Regions from separate parts of the Mus musculus genome. Here region 1 is linked to region 2. The links are chromatin contacts, called in public HiChIP or PLAC-seq maps. All regions are on one chromosome and are shown on one strand. Each heading gives the region's core, a stretch centred on a gene start, on an enhancer-like site or on the middle of the called end of the contact. The rest is flanking DNA. Distances are from core to core; before and after follow the strand shown. Region 1 has its middle 23 kb from the start of Stoml1. Region 2 has its middle 16 kb from the start of 1700017B05Rik.

Evidence for each region. HiChIP or PLAC-seq counts read pairs in DNA pulled down with a chosen protein or histone mark.
Region 1: an H3K27ac HiChIP or PLAC-seq map of large pre-B cells shows a contact between it and region 2, with 2.8 times the contacts expected there. The contact joins two enhancer-like sites. A contact is called at or near these places in 1 of 484 Hi-C or Micro-C datasets (B cells) and 1 of 115 datasets of contacts at active chromatin or transcription factors (large pre-B cells).

What each region holds. Positions count from the first base shown.
Region 1 is chr9:58,273,389-58,279,462 of GRCm38.p6, forward strand. No RefSeq gene overlaps it. Among named protein-coding and RNA genes, the nearest start is that of Stoml1, 23 kb to the left of the region's middle. Within about 2 kb of position 1,998, at least 285 of the 459 cell types and tissues checked have an H3K27ac peak or open chromatin away from gene starts, as enhancers often do. A contact at or near this core is called in B cells, where this site is marked.
Region 2 is chr9:57,275,552-57,281,653 of GRCm38.p6, forward strand. No RefSeq gene overlaps it. Among named protein-coding and RNA genes, the nearest start is that of 1700017B05Rik, 16 kb to the left of the region's middle. Within about 2 kb of position 2,965, at least 128 of the 459 cell types and tissues checked have an H3K27ac peak or open chromatin away from gene starts, as enhancers often do. A contact at or near this core is called in B cells, where this site is marked.

The DNA.
Region 1 (6,074 bases), core at 748-3,247, 1.0 Mb after region 2:
TTGTTTTGTTTTGTTTTCAAAACAGGGTTTCTCTGTATTGCCTGGCTGTCCTGGACCTCACTCTGTAGACCAGGCTGGCCTCACTCAGAAATCCGATTGCCTCTGCCTCCCAAGTGCTGGGATTAGAGGTGTGCGCCACCACACCCGGCTTGGAAGAAGTGTTTTAAATTAGGACTTTCCCTGTGACGTCTAGGGAAGGGAGAGGGACAGGGATGAGTTCACTTGCCAGTGACAAATGTTTTATGGGGCCATGCAAACAGTATAGAACTCTCTCTCTAAAAACAAACCAACAAAGAAAACCTCTAAATAATGAGGTCTGGAGAACTTCCAGGCCAGTAGATTCATGGTGATGTTGGGAGGGGTTGTGCCTTGAACAGGTGTGCTAGTTAGTTTTATGTCAACTTGATAGAAGCTAGAGTCATCTGAGAGGAGACAACCTTAGTGAGCAATCCCTTCTATAAGATCAGGCTTTAGGCAAGCCTGTAGGGCATTTCTTAATTGATGATTGATGTGGGAGGGCCCAGCCCATTGTGGACAGGGCCACCCCTAGGCTGCTGGTCGTGGATGCTCTGAGTCTGAGCAAGTCACTAAGCAGCACTCCTCCATGGCCTCCTACGCTGCTAGAGTTCCTGCCCTCGCCTTTTTCAGTAACAAACAGTGATGTGGATGTGGAAGTGTAAGAGTAAGCAGAGTAAACCCTTTCCTTCCCATGCTGCTTTTGGTCAAGATGATTATCACAGCCATAGAAACAAACCCCCAGGACAATTGAGGGAGGAGGCAAGGAAGCCCTCCCTCTGTGTGTGCCTCCCATTTGGCTGTTCAAAGTCACATCTTTTACACAAACCAGTAAGCTGTAAAGAACATGTTTTGTTTTCTGTGAACTAGCAAATCATCAAGTCTGAGAAGCCGGATTGTCTTAGGTTAAGGAGAAATGCCGGAACTGATATTTGACCCTGGTTGGTGGGGCCAAGCCCTTAAGACCTTGAAGCTGAGCCGGGTGGTGGTGGCGCACGCCTTTAATCCCAGCACTTGGGAGGCAGAGACAGGTGATTTCTGAGTTCGAGGCCAGCCTGGTCTACAGAGGGAGTTCCCGGACAGCCAGGGCTACACAGAGAAATCTTGTCTCAAAAAACAAAAACAAAACAAAAGGCCTTGAAGCTGAAAGCCTTCTCCAGGTAGTTATCATTAGAATGGAACTGAGCTTCAGGGTGAGCTGTCCAAGAATCAGAAGATCGCTTGTTGGAAGTGAGAGTGTTCATTTGGCCTGTGCAGTCATTTCTAATGCCTAGCCCGGAGCTGCAAAGACACCTTCACAGCTCCCTCAGGCTGCCCCTTTAAGGTGACCACAGTCTCTCTCCTACTCCTAGTCCCTGAGAACAACTCACCCTCGTCAGTGAATCAGTTCTTTCACCCCACTGGTATATAAATAGATTCCTGTCCATAGTGTTCTTTGATACAATTTCACTCAGCATTTTCTCAGGAGGCCCACCCACCAAAGCTGAGTTCATTCTTCATTGTTGAGTAGCAAGCAGTCTTGGATGTGAACGAACCAGTGTGCTTACCTACTTACATTTGGGAAAATATCCAAGTATTTTATTTATTGGGGGCTATTACAAATAAAGCTGCTGTGAACATTGTGTCCAGGTCCTACTGGGGAAATAAATGTCATTTTCTCTGGGATAAATGTGAGACACTGGAACTGCTGGGCCTTCTGGTAAATCCGTTTTTAGTTTTAAAAAGAACCGGTTGTTTTGAAACTTGAGTCAAATGGAAGTATGACTAGAAAGAGGAGAGGGGGCGTGACTAAGGACTGTCACGCACTGGAACAGTGCAGTGCATGGGGGGATGGGGGGGGTGGTGGCAGCCAGCCACTCCAGAGGAAGCAAGTGTGACTCAAGCTGCTGAGAAGTGAAAAAAATCCTCAAGACACTGTTAGCTAGGGACATTGCCTCAGAGGGTATCAGGAGTCAGGCAGAGGACATGCGTGTGGGTGGAAAACCCTTTGATTATTTGCATATGTGAAAAGTCATTCTGAGTCTGTTGAGAGCCACAGGAGAGCTGTCAGTTACATCGTAACAGGAAGGTTACTTTGTAGCAGGAAGAGGCAGGATTTACTAAAGCGGTCAGAGTTGAGGTCAGAGGCAAGTTAGAAACGGAATTCCAGTGGCAAGCTCTTCCTGAGAAAGACAAGACCAGCTGTTCTCCTGGGCAGAAAATGTGGGGGTGAAGCAAGACTGTGCCCTTCCTGGCTATGCAGGAGAAAGGCTGGGAGACAGGGAGCACCACTTGGCAGGAGCACACATACCCTGCAGCTCCTGCCTGCTTGTGCATCGGAAGCACACTGGTTCCCTAGAATAGCTGCCAAAACTGTGTGTTACCTGGCCCCAGGGCTGCTGCAGACGAGGCAGGAACCAAGACTCTGCTCTCCAGGCAAAGAAGAAAATTTTGACACCTTTGCCCTGTAGGTGAGACAGGAACTCTGTCTCAGGCACAGAAACACTGTTGGGAATCCCACCTTCTAAGACCAAAAACATAGGCTCTTAGGAAGCTGGGCCGGAAGAAGCCAGCAGCACCCAGAAGCACCCTACTGGCTCCAAACACAGTGACCCACATCCACACCCAGCTTCTACAAGGCTTGCACAAGTGAGTAACTGTAACCACACTTACCACTAGTGGGAGAGCAAGAGGAGAATGTGGCACAAATTAACCTCAGACTTGGGGCAGAAGGGTTGGAAGTTTGAAGTCAGTTTGGGTTGTTTTGAAAGATAAAGTTGCCGGGTGTGGTGGCACACGCCTTTAATCCCAGCACTCGGGAGGCAGAGGCAGGCGGATTTCTGAGTTCGAGGCCAGCCTGGTCTACAAAGTGAATTCCAGGACAGCCAGGACTATACAGAGAAACCCTGTCTCAAAAAAACAAAAACAAAAACAAAACAAAACAAAAAGAAGAAAGAAAGCTAAAGTTATATAAACAAGAGCCAAAGGGAAAGCAGTCCAAAGGCAGTGAGAAGTAGACTTTGGAGTGACCTGGAGGGCAGAAGTTCAAGGGGTGAGCTCGTCAAAGGAGACAACAGTTCCCAAGGTATGTGCACGGGAGAACAGTGTCTCAGGAAACAGACAGTTAAAACCATGGAGCTGAGAGACAGAAGGGAGAGTCCCCTCTCCGCACAGTAAAAAGCAAGTGCGCAAAATTGGAGTGGTTATGGGTCATTGGGTAACTTGAAGAGCACTAACCAATTTAATCTGATGATAATTTATCCGTGAGACTTTCCACCCAACAACAGCAAAACCCACATTCTTTCCAAGTGAATTGTAGTCTTCACTCAGACCACATTCTGAGCCATAAATCAAACCTTGGTGAATTAAAAATAATTGGAATCATTTGAAATATATTCTATCATGATAACTAAGCTATAAATCAGTCACAGAAAAATATCTGGGAAGCTCCCAAGGATTTGGAAATCAAACAACAGGCCTCTAAAATAACTTATGGTTCTAAGAAGAAATTAGGAGAGAATATTAGAAATATTTTAATTAAGTGAGAATAATAATACAATTTGTCAAAATGTGCAGAGCACAATTTAAAGCCATGTTTAAGAAAAATATTTTCAAAATAGAGAACATGGGATGCTGGAGAGATGACCTTGGTGTGGTTCTCAGCATCCACATGGCAGCTCCCAACCATCTTTGATTATAGTTCTAGAGAATCTGATACCCTCTTCCAGCCTTCTCTGGCACTGCACACACACAGTGCATAGACATTACATTCAGGCAAGAAATCCATACACTTAAATATATAAAGAAAAGGAAATATCTGTGATTTTGTTTAAATAAGTATTTCTTTGATAGGACAACACAAAAACAAAATCCCACAGTATATAGCAGAAAAAAATAATCTGATACAATGCTTCTCACTAAAATTAAAACCATTGCTCTTTAAGAATTATAGTCAGGGGCTGGAAAGATGGCTCAGTGGTTAAGAGCACTGACTGCTCTTCTGGAGGTCCTGAGTTCAAAAATCTCAGCAACCTGTCTGGCATGGTGGCGCACGCCTTTAACCAACCACCACCACCACCACCACCAACAACAACAACAAAAAAAACAAAAACAACAACAACAAAATCCCAGCAACCATCTATAATGAGATCTGATGCCTTCTTCTGGTGTGTCTGAAGACAGCTACAGTGTACTTATGTATAATAAATAAATACTTTTAAAAAAAAAAAAAGAATTATAGTCAGGAAGTGGTAGCACACTCCTTTAGTTCCAGTACTCAGGAGATAGAAGCAAGTGGATCTCTGAGAGTTTGAGGCCAACCTGGTCTTCAGTTCAATTTTTGGGACAGTCAGAGCTACACACACACACACACACACACACACACACACACACTCATTCACAAAGAGTAAAATACAAAAAAAAAAAAAAAGCAAGTCACAGACTGACAGACTGGGATACTCACACAATGCATAACAAATAAGCACAATAATGTACTAATAAGTCAATTAAAATAGGAACTTTTGAACAGAGACTTCATTGGAGAAGAGTGTGGATGTCCCATAAGAACATAAATAGGCCAGGCGTGGTGGCACACACCTTTAATCCCAGCACTTGGGAGGCAGAGGCAGGCGGATTTCTGAGTTCGAGGCCAGACTGGTCTGTAGAGTGAGTTCCAGGACAGCCAGGGCTACACAGAGAAACCCTGTCTCAAAAAACAAAACAAAACAAAACAAAACAAAACAAAACAAAAAAGAACATAAACAGAAACCTAATAATTTTAGTCAGTAGGGGAGTAAACAGTGAGATACTGCTCCCTAGCTACCTGAACAGCTTTACAAAGATGAACCTGTGTGCTGGAAAGTGGTGGGACAATAGTCTCTGGGGAAAGTTCAGTAGTTCTTTTTTTTTTTTTTTTTCTTTGAGACAGGGTTTCTCTGTGTAGCCTTGGCTGTCCTGGAACCTACTCTGTAGACCAGACTGGCCTCGAACTCAGAAATCCACCTGCCTCTGCCTCCCAAGTGCTGGGATTAAAGGCGTGCGCCACCACTGCCTGGCCAAGTTCAGTAGTTCTAAGACAGTGAAATCTACCCTCATCGTGTGCCTCAGTGACCTCATTCCTAACTTAACAAGAAAAAGTAGAAACAGGTATGTACAGCACAGAAGCTCATGTGAGAATACTGAGAGCACTTTTCCCCACAATGGCCCAAATCTAGGGAGAAAAAAAACAAAAACAAGCAAACATGAATCTACTGGTAAATGGATGAACAGTTGTGGTTAGTTTATGAAAATTGTGGTACATCTATGAATATGGAATATGAGGAAACAAGGGCAAGAAAGTCCTGGGGCTGAGACAACAGCTCAGCATGGGGAAAGTCGTGTGGTCCATCCCAGTATGGCAAGAAAACCATGTAACAAAATACTGATCACACAATGGACGTGAGTGAGTCTCATAAGCATTACACCCAGAAGGAATATGGTTTTGCTTTGTGATAATTACATAATACAACAAATATAGAAAATTGAATGGGTGCTAAGCCTGGTGGGGACAAAGTGACATGGTTCCTAGCCCTGGGACAGGGCCCTGGTGTGAGCCTCCACCAAGTGTCAATGGCTGCTGTGGGTGTAAAGCACTTGTCTGGAAGTCAAGAGTGTGGCTATATGGGGGCGGGGGGAAGGGCATGGGGGAACTTTTGGGATAGCATTTGAAATGTAAATGAAGAAAATACCTAATCAAAAAAAAAAAAAGTTTGGCTATGACTCAGCAAAATGGTAAACACTGGGACCTTCAAACAGCCCTTAAGGCTATGGGAAAGAGCTTTAAATACATTTTGAAAATGTATAATTTCTCAACTATGCAAAAATATAAAGATGCAATATGAATTATGAGGGGCTTCATGAATCTAAAGGAACAGAGGTAGCTACGATGAGCCAGCTGGTCAGGAAGATACAAAGACAGGCAGATGGAAATGCAGGCAGATTCCTGGGTTCAAGGTCAGCCTGGGACTTAGAAAGTGCAGGCCTGGGTGCAGGGAAAATGGTAATTTCAGGGCAGAGTCCCACCTAACTAGTTTACCACCTGT
Region 2 (6,102 bases), core at 1,715-4,214:
GCTCAGAGGTTAAGAGGACACACTACGCATGAGGAGAACCCAAATTCAGTTCCCAGCACCCACATCCAGTGGCAACTCCAGTTCAAGGCCACCTGCACCCTGTGCACGTTCTCACACATACACATAATTCAAAATAGTAGGGGGCTGGAGAGATGGCTCAGTGCTTAAGAGCACTGGCTGCTCTTCTATAGCAGGTTCAATTCCCAGCGCCCACATGGCAGCTCACAACTGTCTGTGCCTCCACACCTCACACAGATATACATGTGGGCAAAAGACCAGTGTAGATGAAAGTTAAAAATCATTTAAAAATTTAAAAAAAAAAAAAAGAAGGGAAGAAAGAAAGAGAGAGAGAGAGAGAGAGAGAGAAAGAAAGAAAGAAAGAAAAGAGAGAAAGAAAGAAAGAAAGAAAGAAAGAAAGAAAGAAAGAAAGAAAGAAAGAAAAGTGTAACTCCGCACTTTTCAGGAGCTGGGGCTGAAAGTTCTAGGCCAGCCTAGGCTTGAGGCTTTTGATCCTGTCTCAAAAACTCATAGAGAAAAGGAAGGTAGAATTTAAGAAACAATAAACAAATGACCCTGAGTAGCAAAATCAAGTTCTGTGTGAAAAGTGCATGGCCTGGCCCTGTCATGGGCCCATCCCTGTGCCTCTGAAGTCTCAGGGACTACATATACAGGCTGAGACTGGCCACCCAGGAAGCATAGGTGTGGCTAGCCCTACCAAGTGGAAGTGGACTCCTGCTTGGAGTCAGGATGAGGCCTTGGGAGGCTGGAAGGGCCCTGACTCAGAGGGGCCTGGCACCACACATTGTATGGGACCCTAGTGCCTGCTGTTTGAGAGTGCAGGGCTTAGCTTTCAACAGACTCCACCAGGAACCTGTGCCAGCCCACAGAGCTCTTGGCATTGGGTCCCCACCAGGTGCCTGGTGTGGGTGCTGAGCATGCACTGCATCTCAGGGACTGGATGCCACTGTGGTTGGACACACTTGGGCATTGCCCAGACTGTGTCTGGCAGAAGCCCATGTTCTCCCAGTAACTCTGAGGTTGGCAGGATCTCAGCTGTTTCTGCAAATAGCCAACAATTTGCCCTGTACCAATGGCCCACAAACCCACTCTTCTCCACCTGGATTCCCCTGCCAGGCCCTTAGCCCCTTCATCACTGGTACTATAAACCTGTCTTGTACAAAGTTTCATGGGTAGAGAAGGATGTAGCTTAGCACACACCACCCTCTACTCCTCCTACTGTGGTTCATATATATGTATACACACACACACACACACACACACACACACACACACACACACATATATATATACACACACACACACACATACACACATACATACACACACACATACACACACACACACACACACACACACACACACACACACACACATATATATATTCCTTTATTCCGTTTATACTTTTTTTACATTTTTACTTATTCTATGCATATGTATATGTTGCCTGCATGTATATGTGTGCACCATGTGCAGGTCTTGTACCTGTGGAGTCTGGGACTGGAGTTACAGATGGTTGTGAGCTTCCAAGTGGTGCTGGGAATCAAACTGGGGCCCCTGGAAGAACAGCAAGTGCCCTTAACAGCTGAATAATCTCTTTATCCTCCAAATGTGTATATTGCATGTGTGTGTGTGTGCGTGTGCGTGTGTGTGCATTTTTTAAAAATACAGGTCTACTATGTAGCCCCAGATGGCCTGCCTCTGCTCCACACATTTTGAAATTACAAACATGTGCTGCTCCGCCTGGAAATCTCCTTCCTCTTTCTTTTTTTCTTTCTCTCTTTTTTCTCCTCTTCTTGACAGTCTCGAGTATCCTAAGCTGGCCTCCGACTCGCTATGTAGCCAAGGATGACTTTGAATTTTTTCTATTTGTATGTATGTATGTGTGTGTGGCAAGTGTGTATATATGCATGGTTTGCACATGTGTGATTATGTGCACGTCTATGCACTTGGATGTAGAAGCCCACCAAGGTGGATATTGGGAGCCAGCCTCCATAGCTCTTCCACTTTCTTTATTGTAACCCGGGTCTTCAGTGAAACCCAGAGCTTGTTGATATCACTGGTCTTGCTAACTACCTCACTCTAGGGGTCCCCTGTCTCCACCTTCTGGGGCTGCCATGGCCACCTGGCATTTTCATGGGTCAGGGAGGTCAGAACTCTGATCCTCACACTTGCAGAGGAAGCACTTTACCCACTGAGCTGTCTCCCCAGCTCAGCCTTTTTACCCCCTGAATCCTCAGTGCTGGGCTGGAAGGCACTAAGTGCTGCCCTCTCCTAAGCAAACAGTCTAACAGCTGAGTGTCATCCCCAGCGGCCTGCAAGCTCATTTCTTAGGCAGGATTTCCTTGCCTGCCCACATAGACCTATGGATAAAGAATGGCAGAAGTAACACTTGTTTTTAAAATGTTTCTTCTTCCCATGGGTTTAGACACTGCTACAAGTAACAATTGAAGGGAAGCTACTTATCTCGGCCATTTTGTTTTGCTACTAACAGAGTATCTAGAGTGGATCAATTGGGAAGAAAGGGTTTATCTTCACTCATGGTTCTGCCACAAGAAGGTGATGACCTTGTTTGGCAAGATCCAGAGGCAGCACAGGAGGGGGAAAGGAAGAGAGATGGGGGGCCCAGGGCAGAGGGAAAGAGGGGGAGGAGAGAGGGCAAGCTCAGCAAAACAGCTTTTATAGACCTTTTTGAGACAACCCAATGACCTATTTATCTAGTCATCCCAGGAATGGAGTCATACATCCATGAGGCTCTTAAAGATCCACCTCTTATTGTTCTGTAATGGAGAGGACATAGCTATGTGTGCCTTGGAGACAAAACACATTCAGCCTGCAGCCTTATCCTGTGTAAAGAAAGACCCACCATCTGCTTCCTGTCCTGCTGTGCCCCATACCAGCCACAGCTTGCTGACGTCTTCCTGGGTTCCTCTGTCCCCAGACAGTTCTCTGTTTTCCTGTGTGAAGGGCATGCTCTTTCGTTCTCACTTCTGGCAAGTCAGCCCACACCCTCCTACCTCAGCAGCCCAGGTGTCTCCATCTCAGCGTCCGCTTAGGTGACTTGCTAGTCTATGGGTGCCAGTCAATGCCACCTTCTACTGAGGCTCATTTTCAACAAGCTGCCCCCATGCTCTGTGCCCTGTGACTACCAGAACAGCCAGAGATACTGGATGTTGGTTGTTTCCCCGTCTTCTCTCATGAGTTTGGTCACTTTTGCACCTCATAAGTTTTCCGTGTGTTTAGGTTAATCTCTGACACCTTTTGATTATGAACACAAGTCCCGGTTGATCACGAGCTTGTTAGTAAGGGGACAGTTAAGGGAACGAAGCAATGTGGTTCCTCCAGCATTCCAAGAGCACAGGCGCTGATGCCAGAGGGCTCGGGTTTCAATCTGTTTTACCTGTCTAGCTGTGAGAACTTGCCCAAGTTCAACTGACCTCTCTGTGCTTCAGTTTTGATTCCTTTGTGGACGGCAGTTAGTAACACCTCGTGGGGTAGTTGTTGAACTGACACAAGCGAATTGAATTCACACTAGCACAGTGCCTGATACACGCCAAGCACACTAGGAGTCCGGGCTGTTTATTGTAAGCGAGTTTATATATGGGAGGAAGAAGGAATGCTAGATAGGGTTGTTTAAATAAGTGCAGCTCTGGCTAGCTTTTCAGGACCGTAAAGCTGTCACACATATCAGCTGCATGGGTTTAAACCCAGGTCAGACCAACCAGACCCATCTCTCTTAGAAGCCAGGTGTGAGCTGTGAATCAGAAATACCAGCCACAGAAACTGTTGCCTTATTTGTTTTTGCTAGAGACTGAGATAGATTGCTTTCTTAGACCTCAGCTTACATCTCTGGACGGTTATCAGAACATCTTTTAATCAAGCAGGGCCTGGGAAATAGATGGTGACAGAGAGGATAGAGCCAGGGAGCCCATTACTGCTCTGACAACCAGCAGTGCTGGCAGGGTTAGCCCGGCGTTGTGCTGCCATAGGAATCAGCCAGGAGGGGCTGGGCAGGGAGGCTTGAGTCTGTGTAGATAAAAGGCTCATTTGTAGACCTGGCCATGAAAATCATTCTCAAGGACCAGCCAGAGTTCCTGGCCATTGGCCACAAGGTCTTCAGAATCCTTGGCCTACATAGAGTTTCTTCTTTCAGCTTCTCGCAGAGCTTTATCAGGCTCCACAGTCCTGCCCAGCCTTCTATTGTCCTGACTGCCCTGTGAGGAAGGGAGGCCAGACAGCAGGTGGCCAAGAGCGGGGCTTAACAGCAACCTGTGGATCAGCACCCAGCCTCTCCCTCCTTCACCTGCTGCCACCTAAGCCGCTCAGAACAGGACACAGGGCACTCAGTTAATACAGACATGCTAACGCTCCTTGGCAAACTCAAGCCCAGAGATACAAGGTCACTTGACATTCAGCAGTTCTAGCCAATAAAAACATAACATGAACCCATATGTTAGTTGAGATTTTCTAGTAGAGACTAAGAGCTTTTCTTTTAAAATGGGAAACTAGCCTCAATAATATACCTAGCCCAATTTACTAAAAAATTATTATTTCAACACTTACCAAAGTGTTACTGTTTCAATTTATAAAATATCAAAATAATTAGGGAGACATTTTACATTATTTTTCCCATCATAAATTACATAGCTAACTCACATAGCAGTGTGTAGCACCTACTGTGGGAGAGGGAACCACTCTCCCTCTCCTTCTGTGTACTTTAAGACCTGCAAGTTTGGGGCTGGAAAGATGGCTCAGCAATAAAGAGCACTGACTCCTCTTCCAGAGGTTCTGAGTTCAATTCCCAGCAACCACATGGTGGCTTGCAACCATCTGTAATGAGATCTGATGCCCTCTTCTGGTATGTCTGAAGAGAGTGACAGTGTACTCATATACATAAAATAAATAAAATCTTAAAAAAAAAAAGACCTGCAAGTTCAGTAGGCAAAGCAGATTAACAGGGAAATATGTCCTTAAGCACACAGCAACCAACAAAGGGAATCATTATGTTGTCTTGATCATTTCATGTATAACTCAGGCTGGCCTCAAACCCATGACAATCCTCTGCCTCAGATTCCGAGTGCTTGGATACAGGTGTGTGCGTCACTTATCTGCTTGAAGCTAACTTTAGCTGTTTAAAATTAAGGGCTTCTAATAAAGGGTTGTATATTTGACGTAGTAAAGGGGTGGGGGTGGGGCGAGAAATGGGCAACCAATAGGTAAACCACTTTTCCTTAGGATAAACAAATGAGAATGCAAGGGCAGATATCTGATAAGAGAGTTCATGACTACCTTAGATTAATATAAAGGAAGTACTGATCGTGCGGTTTTTGTTGTTTTGGGAGAGAGGGGGCATCAACTGAATCTCAGCCATCTTCAGCATAATACAATTTATATGGACTTTAAGGTCCAGAGTGGGTCCCAGCACCTTCTGAGTGCTCGGCAGTCATACTTGGATACTGGCTAGACGCTCATTGGACCGCCCAGGGGCAGACCCAGCAAGTGTCCCTTGAGGTAATAGGTCATGCCTTGTTCAGCAGCCTTCGGGTGCCCACCATCTTCTCAGCAGCTTGCTCCCGCAGAGAAGCTGATAGTGTGGATGGGAAAGCTCTGTCCAGGGTGTGCAACCCAATACCTTTCCAACTCAACCAATTGTCACAAAACAGCTAGAGGGTTGACGCCCAGAGCAAGTGAGAACAGGTGGATGCTAAGACTCAAAGCTGTGCTTCCTATGTGGTGGCTGAGCTCTACACTCCAAGGAGACTTAAAAAGGGGTGCAGCGGCTGGGTACGTCCTAGGACACTTGGTTTTACAAGCACCCCCTCTAAACTGCTCTGTAGACAGCACAAAGCTGGCCTCTGGTCACTGGTCACAGCCCATCTCAGCCCTCGCCCTGGCTGCTTCCCCCATACTTCAGGCGGGAGACCCAGAAGCCTATCATTGCCACCTAGTCTCACAGATGGGGAAACTGAGGTACAGTCCTTGTACACTCCGGTCTTGGGTCTAAACCTATGTTTCAACAAAGCCCTGAAAGCCTCAAGAGAAAAATTTGCAAAGTTTCGCATCCTGGCACCTTGCCAGCTGCCT